Regions from separate parts of the Zea mays genome. Here region 1 is linked to region 2. Evidence: chromatin contacts called from public Hi-C data. All regions are on one chromosome and are shown on one strand. The core of a region is the stretch at or near the end of the contact, and the rest is flanking DNA. Distances in the headings are between cores, read along the strand shown. Region 1 holds the start of LOC103640580 (protein NETWORKED 1A). Region 2 holds the start of LOC103640577 (serine/threonine-protein kinase Nek2).

Region 1 (6,480 bases), core at 3,921-6,420, 220 kb before region 2:
TTGGAGGGATCCTATATTTATGAAGGAAATAAAACATTAAATGTGATTTTTTTTGTTTCTATGCATGCAATTCATTTCCTTTCATTGCATATTCTTTCCATCATAAATTCGTGTGCATGCAGCCTGTAGCAGATTTTTACGCAGTATACCGAATTGCATAATTATCTACACAGTGTAGCATATTTAGTATCAGTATATAGCATAAAATGGTCATTACGAGTTTTAGTTGCATGTCTGTTTCAGCGATCCTAAATTTATGGAGGAAATAAAGCATTTAAAATAGAAACCGCCACACATATTTTTCCTGAATTTACGCGCATGCAAGGGAACGTGATTGACTCATGCATGCATTTTGCCATAATTTTAGGATCTGTATAACCGCATGCATGCGACTGCCATGTTTTTCGGATCTGCCATAAAAATAGGATCGTAATAACAACCTACTAGAGCTATCAACCTCTCACATTGGCTCGGTATATACGCTTATAATTGAGGGATTTTATGTTCAAAACTTAAGGTTATTACGCTCCAACCCGGAGGTGCGTCCACCAGTGAACAATATGCCAGATTTTTTACGCAGTGTAACGAATTGCATAAATACCTACACCATATAGTATAATTTGTATCAGTATATGTCATAAACTAGATTTAATGTGTTTTAGCTGCATGGCTGTTGGAGGGACCTTATATTTATGAAGGAAATAAAACATTAAATACGATTTTTTTTGTTTCTATGCGTGTAATTCATTTCCTTTCATTGCACATTTTTTTATCATAAATTCGTGTGCATGCAGCTGGTAACAGATTTTTACGCAGTGTATCGAATTGCATAATTATTAACACAGTATATCATATTTAGTCTCAGTATATAGCATAAAATGGTCCTTACGTGTCTAGCTGCATGGCTGTTGCAGCGATCCTAAATTTATGGAGGAAATAAAGGATTTTAAAAACAGAAACTGCCGCATATATCTTTTCTAAATTTATGCGCATGCATTGGATCGTGTTTGACTCATGCATGCATTCCTTTTTTTGCGCTAACAGACGTGGGGCAGGTGGCGCACCCGACAGCCTGTTTGGGCGCGCTGGTTGAACCAGTTTGAAGGGGTGGTCGGCCTGGACTTCCTTTAACTATTGGAAGCCCAGGGCTCCCGTTATACCTACCCTATATATATATATATATATATATATATATATATATATATATATATATATATATATATATAAAAGAAATCAAACTACGTTAAATTTAACCAGCTTGTTTCTAAAATAGAAGAAATCAAACTATGTTAATTCTAACCAAAATTATAGAAACGCAGAGGCTAAAGATGGCGAATTGAAAGGGAACGGTACTGCTCTCTCTTTTTTCGGACTCCCTTTCACTCCGTTTTTTTTCCTGATTTTGACGGGGTGCCAAAGAAACGGTAGCTAGCTATAGCTAGGTATGTAGTGATGAGTAGCTCCAGGCAACAAGGTCAAGCCGCCGACAGTCCCTTTTGCAAGCAAATCTTTACCCTCCTCTTTTGTCCCAAGTGAAAAGTGGGTGAAAAGTGACGGCTATATATGGTAGGCTTTTCCTAAACAATAAACGCATTTTATTTCCGAGAAGAAAAAAAACTAATTGTATAAGTCGTGGTGGTTGACACATGTGACACGCACACGCGTAAGCTAGGACATGATCGATCAAACTATGTTGTCGGTATGGTCGAGGACTGACTGGACACGTGTCCAAGACGTGGGGATGCTCACAGGGTGCACTACTCACGTTTGGTTGATCCTCGAAAAACTACGCGTAAGGACAGTGGCCGAACAGTCTATGTTGTCAGCACAGTCGAGGACTGGCTGAACACGTGTCCAGTATATTACCCAATGTGGTTTGTTGGTTGATCCTCGAAATCTACCCGCGCTACGGACGGACGACGGATTTTACTCACCGTGATATATATATTACGCATTTTTACTTGCAAAATAACCAACGATATTTCCCTCTCGGTGATATCGACCTAACTCGCCTACGCACACTCATCATACCATATATCCAATTTGCAGTAACATAATACACCACACCATCTTCTTTTTTTTCACACACTTTTGAGACGATCTGCAAAGGTCTAAAGTGCGTCATGATCTGCACGACTCATTCCGAGCAAAGAATGCGTACATGGCTAGCTCTTTATCCCTTTTATTTATTATATTAGCTTTGCATAAAGCTATGAATCGAAAAAAAAAAATCAGCTATGCCATCAATTGATAATAATAGATGAAACATGTTCCTCATAATATTCCACTAGCCTACAACAACAAGAAGAATGCGTACGTACCGTCCGGACAGTGTTTAATTTAATCGTAGAATCTGGGAACAGTGTCTCTATCGATCAATACCTACACAGACTCATCATCATCGGATCAGTCACCATCGATGCATGAGATCGACTGGAGGTGGAGGCTTCTTCGTTATGCGAACCTCCCTGCCACCTCAACTGTCTTTTCGTATTTTGCGTGTGTATCACAACAAACCTTATTTGCTTATACTAATTAATACCAGATTTAGGGGGCCAATGTACATATGCATGTAGCATAGTCTAACATTACGGAGGTAACGAATCAAAACACAAATCGTAAAAATCTTGAAAAATCTTTAGGTGCAATACACACGCATGCAGTCGTCCATTGTTTTCCCGCCAATGCTTTTTTTTAAAAAAAAACAATCGATAGAAATATCTAATACAACATATAAAAACAGTTGCGTGTTATAAGATTTTAAAAGTACTATGTTCTTAATGACGATGAATGTAATCATGTCAACCTTGTTCTGTGAATCTCTCTATATGAAAATTATGGAGTTATAAAAAAAAGTTTGACTTGGAACAAGTTTATACGTACTTATATTATATCCGGAGAAAGAACTTGTAAATGGTTGTTATACACTGATTTTAATTGTGTTGTGTGTGGTCGGTTAGGGGTGTCTGGTTTACGCCTCATAAACTTTATCGCTTTTAGTCCCTAAAATATCAAATGGGGTGATTAAAATAGGTTTTCAGATAGGATTTTTCTAGAGGCCAAAATTTAGCCCCTAAAGTTTAGTGTTTAGGATGACTAAAGGAACCAAACATACCCTCTTAATGCTAGCTCTCTGAATGATTAGATCTGTGGTAATGGTAGCCAAAATTAAATGAGGTAACATTGTTACTAAAATATATAGACGACAGTCGTTGTTACTCCGTCCGTTTTTTGTCTATATCAGGGCTAACACCGTTTTTCTAGGGATTTCGATTTTTTCAAGAGAAAAATAGACTAATTTACTTTTGGGAAAATGTGGTTGCAAATTAGTCCTTAGCTAGGAGCCTAGGAACGGTGATAACATCTTGATTATTAGCAGAGAAAATATAGCACACTAGCTAGCTACATAAAACCAAAGTAATGGCATTGGTCCTTGCTTGCTCGGAATATTCATGGTACCACACTCGATCATCTTAACTAAGCAGTGCAGTTGGAGACTTGAATATTCATGGTACCCTTCTATCTTTTGAAGCCTACAAGCTGGCCCTTTTTTTTTGGATGGAAAAGGAAAAAAATAATACAAAGGCAGACAGCAACCATGCATCAACTATGGCTCCAAGTGAGCAGAAAAAAGAAGGCGAAGACAGCACGACGACCAACCAATGTACACATATAAACAACCATTCAGTGGGCACACAGCTCCACGCATGCATCCTCCTAGTCCTAGCTATCGGTCGCACTAGTACTGCCTCCACATGCTTAGCACAAACAAACGCCCTCCCGCCTGCTTTAGACGATGATTAGAGCTGGTGGTTTGGTGCGCAATCCTCTCTCCCACAGTGGCTAACTACAGCCTGGAAATTGCTACTGGTACTTGTGTATGGGATCTGAGCACTCATGGCATGGTTCGTGGATATGGCAATGCCAATGTGCATGTACTTTACTTCCTCCCTCCTATTCCGATTCCAATTTATAATCCGTTTGACTTTTTTATCATAAGTTTGACCGACTTATCTTATTAAAAAAATCTTAATTATTATTATTTTTTACAGCGATATCGTCTGCTATGAAATATACTCTAAGTATGGCTTTGATTTTTTTTTTCAATTTTTTTTGCAAAATTTTTGAATAAGGCGAGGCGGTTAAACTTGACACAAAAAAAGTTAAACAAATTATAAATTGTGACAGAGAGAGTATAATATAGAAGCATGCATGTACTAACACACTCCTTCCTTCCGCTCTAAGTTACAAACTATTCTAATTTCTTTAAGGGTAAAACCACCTTAAATTTAGCTAAGCTACGTAAAAAATATAAATACTTATGGTATCAAATAGATACACTATAAAAATATAATTAAGGAATGATATAACAATACTTAGGACTAGTTTGGGATTCCATTTTTCTAAGGGATTTTAATTTCACAGGGAAAAATAAACTAGTTTCTCTTGGAAAGATAGAAATTTCCTTAGGAAAATAGGGTTCCCAAAGTAGCCCACACTATAAATGACATGATTGTTATATAAATTTAATTAAACTTAAGATGCTTTGTCTCTCTAAAAAATAAAATAAAGATGAAAAGAGTAGTGAAAGGCATTTGATATCCTCGGAACAAGATTCGTCGTTCATAAATCAGGGGATCGTGCACGTGAACAGGTCAAGGAGATGACCAGAATATCTGACAATACCATCACCAAAAAGAAAAAGAAAAACCCCCGCTGTGTTGAGTGTTGACAAAATCACCGTCCACTGCTATGCTACCCCAGTAATAATCCCACATTTAACCGTCTACCGTTTCTTCTTGACCGTTTCCTCCTTGTCTTCGCCGAAGGAAATAAACGAAACAGTCAAAACAGCAACTAATTACTATCCCAACGTTAACAGCTCACAACTGACAGTAAACCGCGACGGTAAAAAGAAAAGAAACGAAATTTACAGTAACCTCCCTGGCCCAGCCGCAGAGACAGATGAAAATCACACTAGCCGGACCAGCCGCGCAAGCATAAAATAAAACCAGGAGTAACACAGTAAAAAAAAAGAGTAAGAGTAACACAGTGAAATCAGCAAAGCGACTGTGATTCACGCACCTGCTCTTTCTCGCAGAACAATCAACAGAGTGTTTAAGTGTACTCGCCTAATAAAAATATCAAATTGATGCGCCTTAATCTTTGTCCTTTACCTTTTTCCAATTATTAATAAAAACAATTAAACAATTAATACCCCCATCAGTCCTCCCCACACACACACCAGTACACCACACTGCTCCTGCTGCGTCCCATGATTGCAGCTGCTTCATCTCTCTCTCTCTCTCTCTCTCTGCCCAGGAGTGAGTGACAGCCTCTCTCTCTCTCTGTCCCTCTGTTCGTGATACGAGATGGTGCGGTGCTAATGTGGTGGTGGTGAGAATGATGATGGAGGTTTAGGGCTAGCTAGTGTGAGTGTGAGGGGTGAGGAAGGAGCAGCCGGAGCTGGATCTCTCTCCGTCTCGGGGCTGCAGCTGGCCAAGACCCTCCCCTCCTCCGCCCTGCATCGTAAGTCCGTCTCTTCTTCGATTCGTGTGGGAGTCACTCACGCAACGGCAATCCCCGTCCTGCATCCTAGGCCGGGCCGCCGGGGGACGAAGAGCCGCCACCTCTTTTCGTTTCTGCGACGACTGCGTTTATCTTGGGCGTGGAAAGATTCTCGTTCCTCTGCGTGCGTGCGCGCGTCTCGCTACTGTTTGCCGTTCTCGTGGCCCTTGACCAGGGCCGGCCGCCGATCTCTGCATTGGCCCTTCGTTCTGCTGCACAAGTTTGGCCATGGATTTGGTTCTGGTTCTGCCCACTGCTCTTCTTCAGGGGAGATGGGGGAATGCGTCAGGATTTTCCTTTCCTTCCCGTTGCGCTTCTTGTTCTTTGGGAAGGAGAAACGCGACGAGTTCGTGCTTCCTTTTTTTTTTTGGTAGTTTCTGTTCTGGACCCCATTTCGCCCCCACAGATTTCGCCCGGTGAACCCCACTATGTTGTAGGAAAATGCCTTGATTTCTGCTTTCCTTCCCTTGCGTCCATATTCGTATCGTCCTCGTTGGCAGCAGCAGATGGCGCCCCTGCCTTAGTAGGATTTAGAACTCGTTCGTCCTTTCTTCTTATTATTATTATCATCCTCATTGGAGCCCGTCTCCAGTCTCCACCAAGCAGCATCCAGTTCATGAAATGCTGCCCGTGTTCATGATTTCCTCCAGCACTTACTGCAGGTGCGGATTTCTGACCCGTGGTGTTCTTCTTTCGGGGAGGCGATCTCAGGCCTTGGGTGGTTGGGCCATGGGCGTTCTCTCGTCTTTATTGCGTTAGTTGGGGGGCTTCTTTTCACTGCCCTCCTTTGCCCTTTCTTTTTTCCTTTACCAATTCTTTAACCATTGTCTGATGCTCCGTTCGCACTAATGGAGGTTGCTTCCGTTCTGCACTGACCTTGTTTCTGTGCCTTTGTGTAGCAAGATGGTACAA
Region 2 (7,027 bases), core at 4,220-6,719:
GGTAGATATAACGACTTGGACTGAGAAGGAGGACGAGAATTAGGAGAGTTGAACTGATCCGAATAGGAGACCTAGGATAGAACTGGTTTGATCTACCTAAAACTTTTATTTTTTTCTATACTTAATAGTAAATGAACATTAGATATAAGAGGTACTAAAAATTGAGGGGGCACAACCCCCTTTGCCCCCCATGTGGATCCACCACTGCAAATAACACTCTCTCTGCAATGCGGTCTTTGACCTCACCTCTATGTTGGAACCTTCTTAAGGCCAAATAATAACGAACCCTAGGGCCCTCTCGTGACGAGCAGGATCTTGGGTTCGGTTCTGTGAGGTGCCGGTAGGTCTGCAATAGGTCATCAGGTCGCCTGGTGGTCCTCCCTGTAGTGGCGCAAATGGTCCGCACCCCTACTGCGAGAGTGGACCTTCTCTACGCATTGACCAGACGGCCCGTGATGGCGTAGAGGGTTTCTTCTCTGCGAAGAACCCTATAACTCACCCCAAGAGAGATCTTGTCAAGGAGGAGAGTTCCAAGGCATGCCCTGGGATCGGCAGACCACCCGAGGCTTCTCTGATCGGCGTCGAGTCGAAGAGAGATGGTTGTGACAGGCCACAAATAGATCTAAACTAAGGCTACACTATGTCTACTCCTAAGACATTAAAGATAAATGTAGATAAATAGATTGCTTTGATAAGAATGTGTTCGGGGTTGTCAATCGGTCGTACCCCTTTATATTTATAGGGGAGGAGGCCTAGACCTGTTTCTAGGCGAGATCCAATAGATTCCCACGGATAAGTTATGATAACCACGCATGGGATAAGTACTCACGCTCGTGCTTACCTAGTCACAGGGGCACAGACTGTCCAGGCTCCAGGGCGGACCGTTCGGCCACTTTTGGTGTTCAACACATGTCCCCTCTGCCTCTTGGTGGAGCTTAGCAAACCAAAAGCACCGGCGCACTTCAGGGAACAATAGATCTTACACGTTATTTTCTTTCCAAAGTAAGAACTCAACTCGATGCCACCGACTATTGTGATAAGATAATATAACTATTTGATAAACTCTGATGCATAGATATCGTTTCAGATTATATCCTTTTCAACCATATTTATCTGATCAACATGTTAATAGGCAAAAACTTGTGGTGTCCTACAGCCTGAATAAGCAAATGAATTGGACCAGTAATACGGATTTATCACCGTACCATCCCCACACTTGAGTAGGACAACACATTGGCGATGAATAGGCTGAAAAGCACCATGACATCCTTTGAGGAGAATGACTAGGCGTTTCAGTGTTCATCAACATGCTCGAACTATCCGACCTTGCTCAGAGCTGATCCACTATTCAGGGAAGACAACGACTGCAGTTGCCCTAGATATGAGTTCATTGACATACCATAATATGGCTGGGATTGAGAAAACCCATTTATTGCAGATGTGTTTGGCGTAGTTGTTTTAATGCCCAATTTATGTGATGGAAAATTAGGCATATGAATTTTTACATGTGCGGTAAACTTATCAATAGACTCACTTAGCTGTTTGAATGTGTCATCACAATAAATCATAAGAGATTGGATGTCGTCGGATGGCACAGTTTTACTCATAGCAAGGGCTGTAGCAATGTCGTCTGGGAAACATGCTCTATTTCCCTCACCTGTACGACCTTCTGATGGCGATCCATCCCGAAGTGCGAGAGGTACCACCTCTCCACCTCCTTCTCTAGCTTCTTCTTATAGTCTTCAAATTTCTGCTGGTCGCTGGCCGACAAACTCTCAAAAGCCAACCTAAGGATGTCGTTGTCTGGGTAACATCACCGAGATCTTTAGGATTGGCCATTGTAGCTCATTTTAATAAATCTAAAACACAGTTGTCCCCATCGGAGTTGCCAAAAAGTGTGTTGATGCCTTTTGGATCAAACACTAACGATCCCTAGATCGCCCTCATAGAGAGTTCAGACCTTGGGATGATCCGTAGGTCTCGCCCACTGGTAGTCAGGACCTTAGGGAGCAAGGTGGTAAATAAAATGTACGACAAATAACACTCTCTGCAATGCGGTCTTTGACCCGACCTCTATATCGGCCAAACAACAACGAACCATAGGGCCTCCTCGTGATGAGAAGGATCTTAGGTTCGGCTCTGTGAGGTCCCAGTAGGTCTGCAATAGGTCATCGGGCCGCCTGGAGGTCCTCCCAGTGGCAGCGCGGGCAGTCCGGGACACTGCTGCAGGAGCAGCTCTTCTCTGCATGCTGAACGAACGGTCCACGCTCTGGGCTAGACGGTCCGCGATGGCGCAGAGGGTCTTCTTCTTTGCGAAGAACCCTAGAACTCGCCCTTGGGAGAGATCCCGTCGAGGAGGAGAGTTCCAATGCGTGCTCCCGGATCGACAGGCCACCCGAGGTGTCTTTGGTCGACGTCGAGTCGAAGAGAGATGGAAAGGTTGCGATATGTCTACTCCTAAGGAATGAAAGATAAATGCAGATAAATAGATTGGTTTGACTGGAATGTGTTCAGGGGTTCTCAATCAGCCATACCCCTTTATATTTATAGGGGAGGAGGTCTTGACCTGTTCCTAGGCAAGATCCAATAAATTCCCATGAATATGTTAGAATAACCATGCAAGTGCAAGTACTCTCGCTCGTGTTTATCTGGTCGCAGGAGCGCAGATCGTCGAGGCTCTAGGGCCGGACCGTTCGACCACTTCTGGTGTTCAACAGAAGGCCTACGTAGGATACGAATAGAAATTAAATTATACTAGCCTGCTTTTGCTATGGTTGTTATATATCAAATAAACAGGTATTGAGATATTTATTCAAATATAATTGTTGTTTATTTCTAAACCCTAAAGTACGTGTGGTCTGTTGGTTAGCCCCAAATTTCTAAAGCAGGGAGCGTGGGTTCGAGTGCTCGCTCTGCATTAAGGCGGAGCTTGTGGGATGGGCTCATAGTGTCAGCACGGAAGGTGAAGCCTTGTTAGCATCAAGCGCCAACATTAGGTTATTAATAGACTAGTATAGATTTTTTACTTAATAATTTATTTTGCTTTGTTTTATGTATCATCAGCTACTAGGTTGGTAGGCAATGACTAGTATACAAGTAATTATTAGGTGTAAATGTACAAGCGAGTCTCTTAGTCCATTAGATCTGGATATCGATATAACTGTAGATACTATCGTAGTTTGTTAGTTTTTTTATATAAAGTTATATTGGTTGTAGAAGAGTTTAAGTGCTAAATACGACATGTGGTTGTTGCCAGGTTTGTTGGTTTGTAATATGTAATAATTAAATGCGTACTTGGAAACACGTAGGCAGGAATTATATTTATTTATCTAAAAAAAGCTAGCATGGGATAATCTAATGCTTAGCCAACTTTATGCAATACAATTCGGTGCGTGCGAAAGCGTTTTTTTTCGGTTTCATATGAGGGATGACGACGACGCGTCAAGCGTTGGAGGTTAGCCTGTTCCTGGTTGAACACCAGGTCATTTTCCAGGATGCTCTCTTTTCAGGGCAAATTTCCAGGGTGACAGCGACTTAACCACCCTTCCTGCCTGCTGTAATCTCGAAAACAAGCACCCACGAACACACAGATTCGGCTGCAAAGAAACATGCTTACGAAGCAGCTTCTATATATTTACCCTGTAGAAATCTTTTATGGACATTTATGCTATGTTTGGGAGACAGAGTAACGGAGAGGACCGAGGGGACAAGAATCCATCGCTATTTTAAAGAGTGAGAGATTTTAGCCCCTGAGCATCCTTCATTATTCTTGCTTTCAAACAAGTATTTAAGATATGTAGACATATATTAAGGTCTTGTTCGGTTATTTCCAATACATATGGATTGAATGTGATTGAAAAAAAACTAAAAAAAGTTTGACTTGTTTGAGATTCAAACCCTCCAATCCCACTCAATCCACATGGATCGAGAGCTAACCGAACAAGCCCTAAAATAGATTTGGAGAATCTTCAACAGTGTCTTAAATCAATGTCATATCTTAAAATATAAAGCTCAACTCATAAAAACAACTTCAGCAGTGTTCTATTTTATAAACTTTTTCTAAAAAAATGTAGGGCACTCTATTAAGTGACCTAAATATACTACACCACCCCAGACTATGCCATATATTTGTTTTCTACATCACTCCCAACATTTTCTTTCCCAGTAATGTAATTCACTTTTAAAAGTACATGATTTAGAGCTTAATTGTTGGAGCGCAATTTGTGTTTTAGTGCCCTAAACACTTTAAATGATGTAGTATTTTAATTTTTAGGGTATTATTTTGAGTCACCTTGTTGGAGATGCTCTTACAGATATAGACATCGTTAATTATAGTATTACTAGTACAATGTCCGTTGCGATGGGCCCACTAAACCAGTGTGGTGATGAACCATATCCACAAAAAATGCTCAAAACCATAAATTTAATATTAAAGTGGATATATAATACACATATCACATAAGAAAGATATGATTTTTTTTAAAAAAATCTAACCTTTTTTTTGTATAGCTTGTTGGGTCGCTCGTAAAACCATTCGTATAACAATCAGTAAGTTGCGTGCCAAAAGAAAGAAAAGACATGTATATATGTATGTACTGTGCAGCTTGAAAGGTTTGCATTTGCCACTCACTCTTGTAAACTGCTCTTTAATCAAATATATATATTTCTTAACAAAAAGAAGTCACTTCACAATCACAAGTTAGTAATAAATTAGCATGCATGCATGCACAGAGCTAGTGGAATAGTTGAACCGAGTGCTGCCTCCCTTTTTCCTTGGTGATTTTCAAATAGTAGTGGTGTGTCATGTATACGTCATTAAACAACTCTTCTTTTTTTTTTAAAAAAACAAGTGGTACGGTGTATAGTATGCAGCTTATTATAAAGCGTGAGGCCCGCACTATCTATTTATTTATTTAGTTATATAAGTATGCAGCCTACACTAAGTACTAGCATCTATAAAAAAACAAAGGTTAGGGCATCTCGAAAAGCCTGTCTAAATTTCACTCTATTTCGAGTCATTGATATAAAAATTATTTTTATATCTTTTCAATCTTCAGCAACTTTTCTATATATCTAACACTAAGTAATGAGTATATTAAATGTCACAAAAAAATAAGTACATTCCTGCAAGAATTCAAACAAGGAGCGATATATAGGTCGGCTAAATAACTTGTCACTTTCCAGTTTCTAGCATTATCTATCTAACACTAGGGCTTCTCTGAAGCAGATGATACTCATGTGATTAGCGATACAATCATGCTCTCCGTAGCGCGCATTAGCTCGTTTAGTATATTCATCTGATGGACTCTTTTTGTTCTCACATCAAATCGGATGCAAATCCAAAAGCAACAGCAGGAAAAAAAAACGAGAATGAGAAAGAAAGAGAGAATATGATAAAAGAAAAAGGACCAATTTGACCACATCATGTGGGCCCCACACAACCCCGTCTCTCTCTCTCTCCTCACTCATCACTCTTCTTCAGTCAGAGCAGAGCCATCACGGCATCCTCGCTCCCTCCCCTCCCTCCCTTCCTCCTTTCCCACCCTTCTCTCTCTCTAGCCGCCGTGCTCTCCTTTTCTATCTCCACGGCAGGCTTCTCCCTCCCTCCCCCTCATCCCCATTGCCTTTGGGAGGCTATATAGGGCGGGACTGGACTGGATTGGATTGGAAAGGGAGCTCCCGGCGAGTTTGAACCCACCCCACCCCACTTTTCTCGCCTCGTCCCCTCGCGCTTCCCGCCGCCGACGCCGCGTCTATCTGGTCTAGGACCAAATGCCGCGAGATCTTCGCGCGTGACGCCGTCCCCCCCGCCGGAGCCGCCCTCCGAGCTCCGGGCCACGGAGCGCTTCGTCCCGGATCTCTCTGGTGGCTCAGGTGAGCTCGCTCGCTCTTGCAACTTGCAAGTGGGCCGGAGCTCCTGGCTCAGGCTCCACCGCTTCAGTTCCAGGCTCTGGAAATCGCAATGCTACTCTACCTCGCTCGCCCTCGAGTGGCTTAGGTGTGTGCGTTTTTGGAGCTGGTGACTCCCGCTCTGCCAACAAAAGAAAAGAAAAGCTGCTTGGATTCGGAGATCATACATTCCGAACATTTCTCGACGCTGCACACTGGAGCTGGCATTTCGGATTCAGCCAATCACTCCCACTGTCAGCGTATTCTTCCAGTGAGGGGTTGGTAGGAGCTGGGGCCGATTTCCTCCCCTCCCCTTCTACCACGACGCGCTCCTGACGCCGACATCTCGGCTCGCAGCTCATTCTTCTCTCTAGCCACCCCCCCCCCCCCCCCCCCCCCCTTCGGTCTTCATAAGCGGGTTTAGGGGCTTGTCGGCAGGTTTTGTCACCGAGCGCTTTGGCATCCGTAATTTCAGGCCGCTTGTCCTTTCTTGCGTTTTCCTTCCTTCCCTTTCGTTTCCGAAACCCCGCACCTTCCCCATTTCATTTCCCCCGCAGAGTAGTAGTTTTTTACTGGAATTTGTACCGGAACCAGGGCTTAATGGATGCTGTTTGCTTGTTAGTTCAGCTTCACCAATTTCTCAACAGTGTGTTTGTTCTTCTCCAGGACAGTAGAAAGGAAAGGAGAAAAGCTTGTTGTGTCTGTGTGTGAGCTGCAGACCCCGAGAGGATGGATCAGTATGAGGTGCTGGAGCAGATTGGGAAAGGAGCATTTGGTTCTGCACTCTTGGTGAGGCACAAGGCCGAGAAGAAGAAGTGAGGCTCACCTGCTCTGTTTATTACTCCGTTCTTTTTTTTTATTTGTCGCGGTTTACAGGAGATAGTACTATTTTTTAATATACAGGCTGAGCTTTTGTTCAGTAGTTTTCACCGCGCTGAATCTGTCTCGCAGGTATGTGCTCAAGAAGATACGGCTCGCGCGGCAGACCGACCGCACACGCCGGTCTGCCCACCAGGAGGTTAGCATCTTCAGCTTCATCCATGCCACCTTTTTCCGGCGTTTGGTACATCGGCAGGATTCCTAGGAATGAAAGGCCCTTTTTTTTCACCAGGCTTGGGTTTTGATGCCATTCTTCTTG

The links. A called contact is a pair of places that touch in the nucleus more often than the background predicts.
Region 1: a Hi-C map of tassel shows a contact between it and region 2, with 8 times the contacts expected there. The contact joins the promoter of LOC103640580 here to the promoter of LOC103640577 in region 2. A contact is called at or near these places in 9 of 25 Hi-C or Micro-C datasets (bundle sheath, ear, endosperm and 3 more).

The regions. Positions count from the first base shown.
Region 1 is chr1:175,114,505-175,120,984 of Zm-B73-REFERENCE-NAM-5.0, reverse strand. It overlaps LOC103640580 (protein NETWORKED 1A), which reads left to right and starts at 5,170. Exons shown (of 6, transcript XM_008663729.4): 1 at 5,170-5,529.
Region 2 is chr1:174,895,323-174,902,349 of Zm-B73-REFERENCE-NAM-5.0, reverse strand. LOC103640577 (serine/threonine-protein kinase Nek2) reads left to right here and starts at 5,469. Exons shown (of 15, transcript XM_008663711.3): 1 at 5,469-5,874; 2 at 6,556-6,704; 3 at 6,841-6,907. The coding sequence starts at 6,619.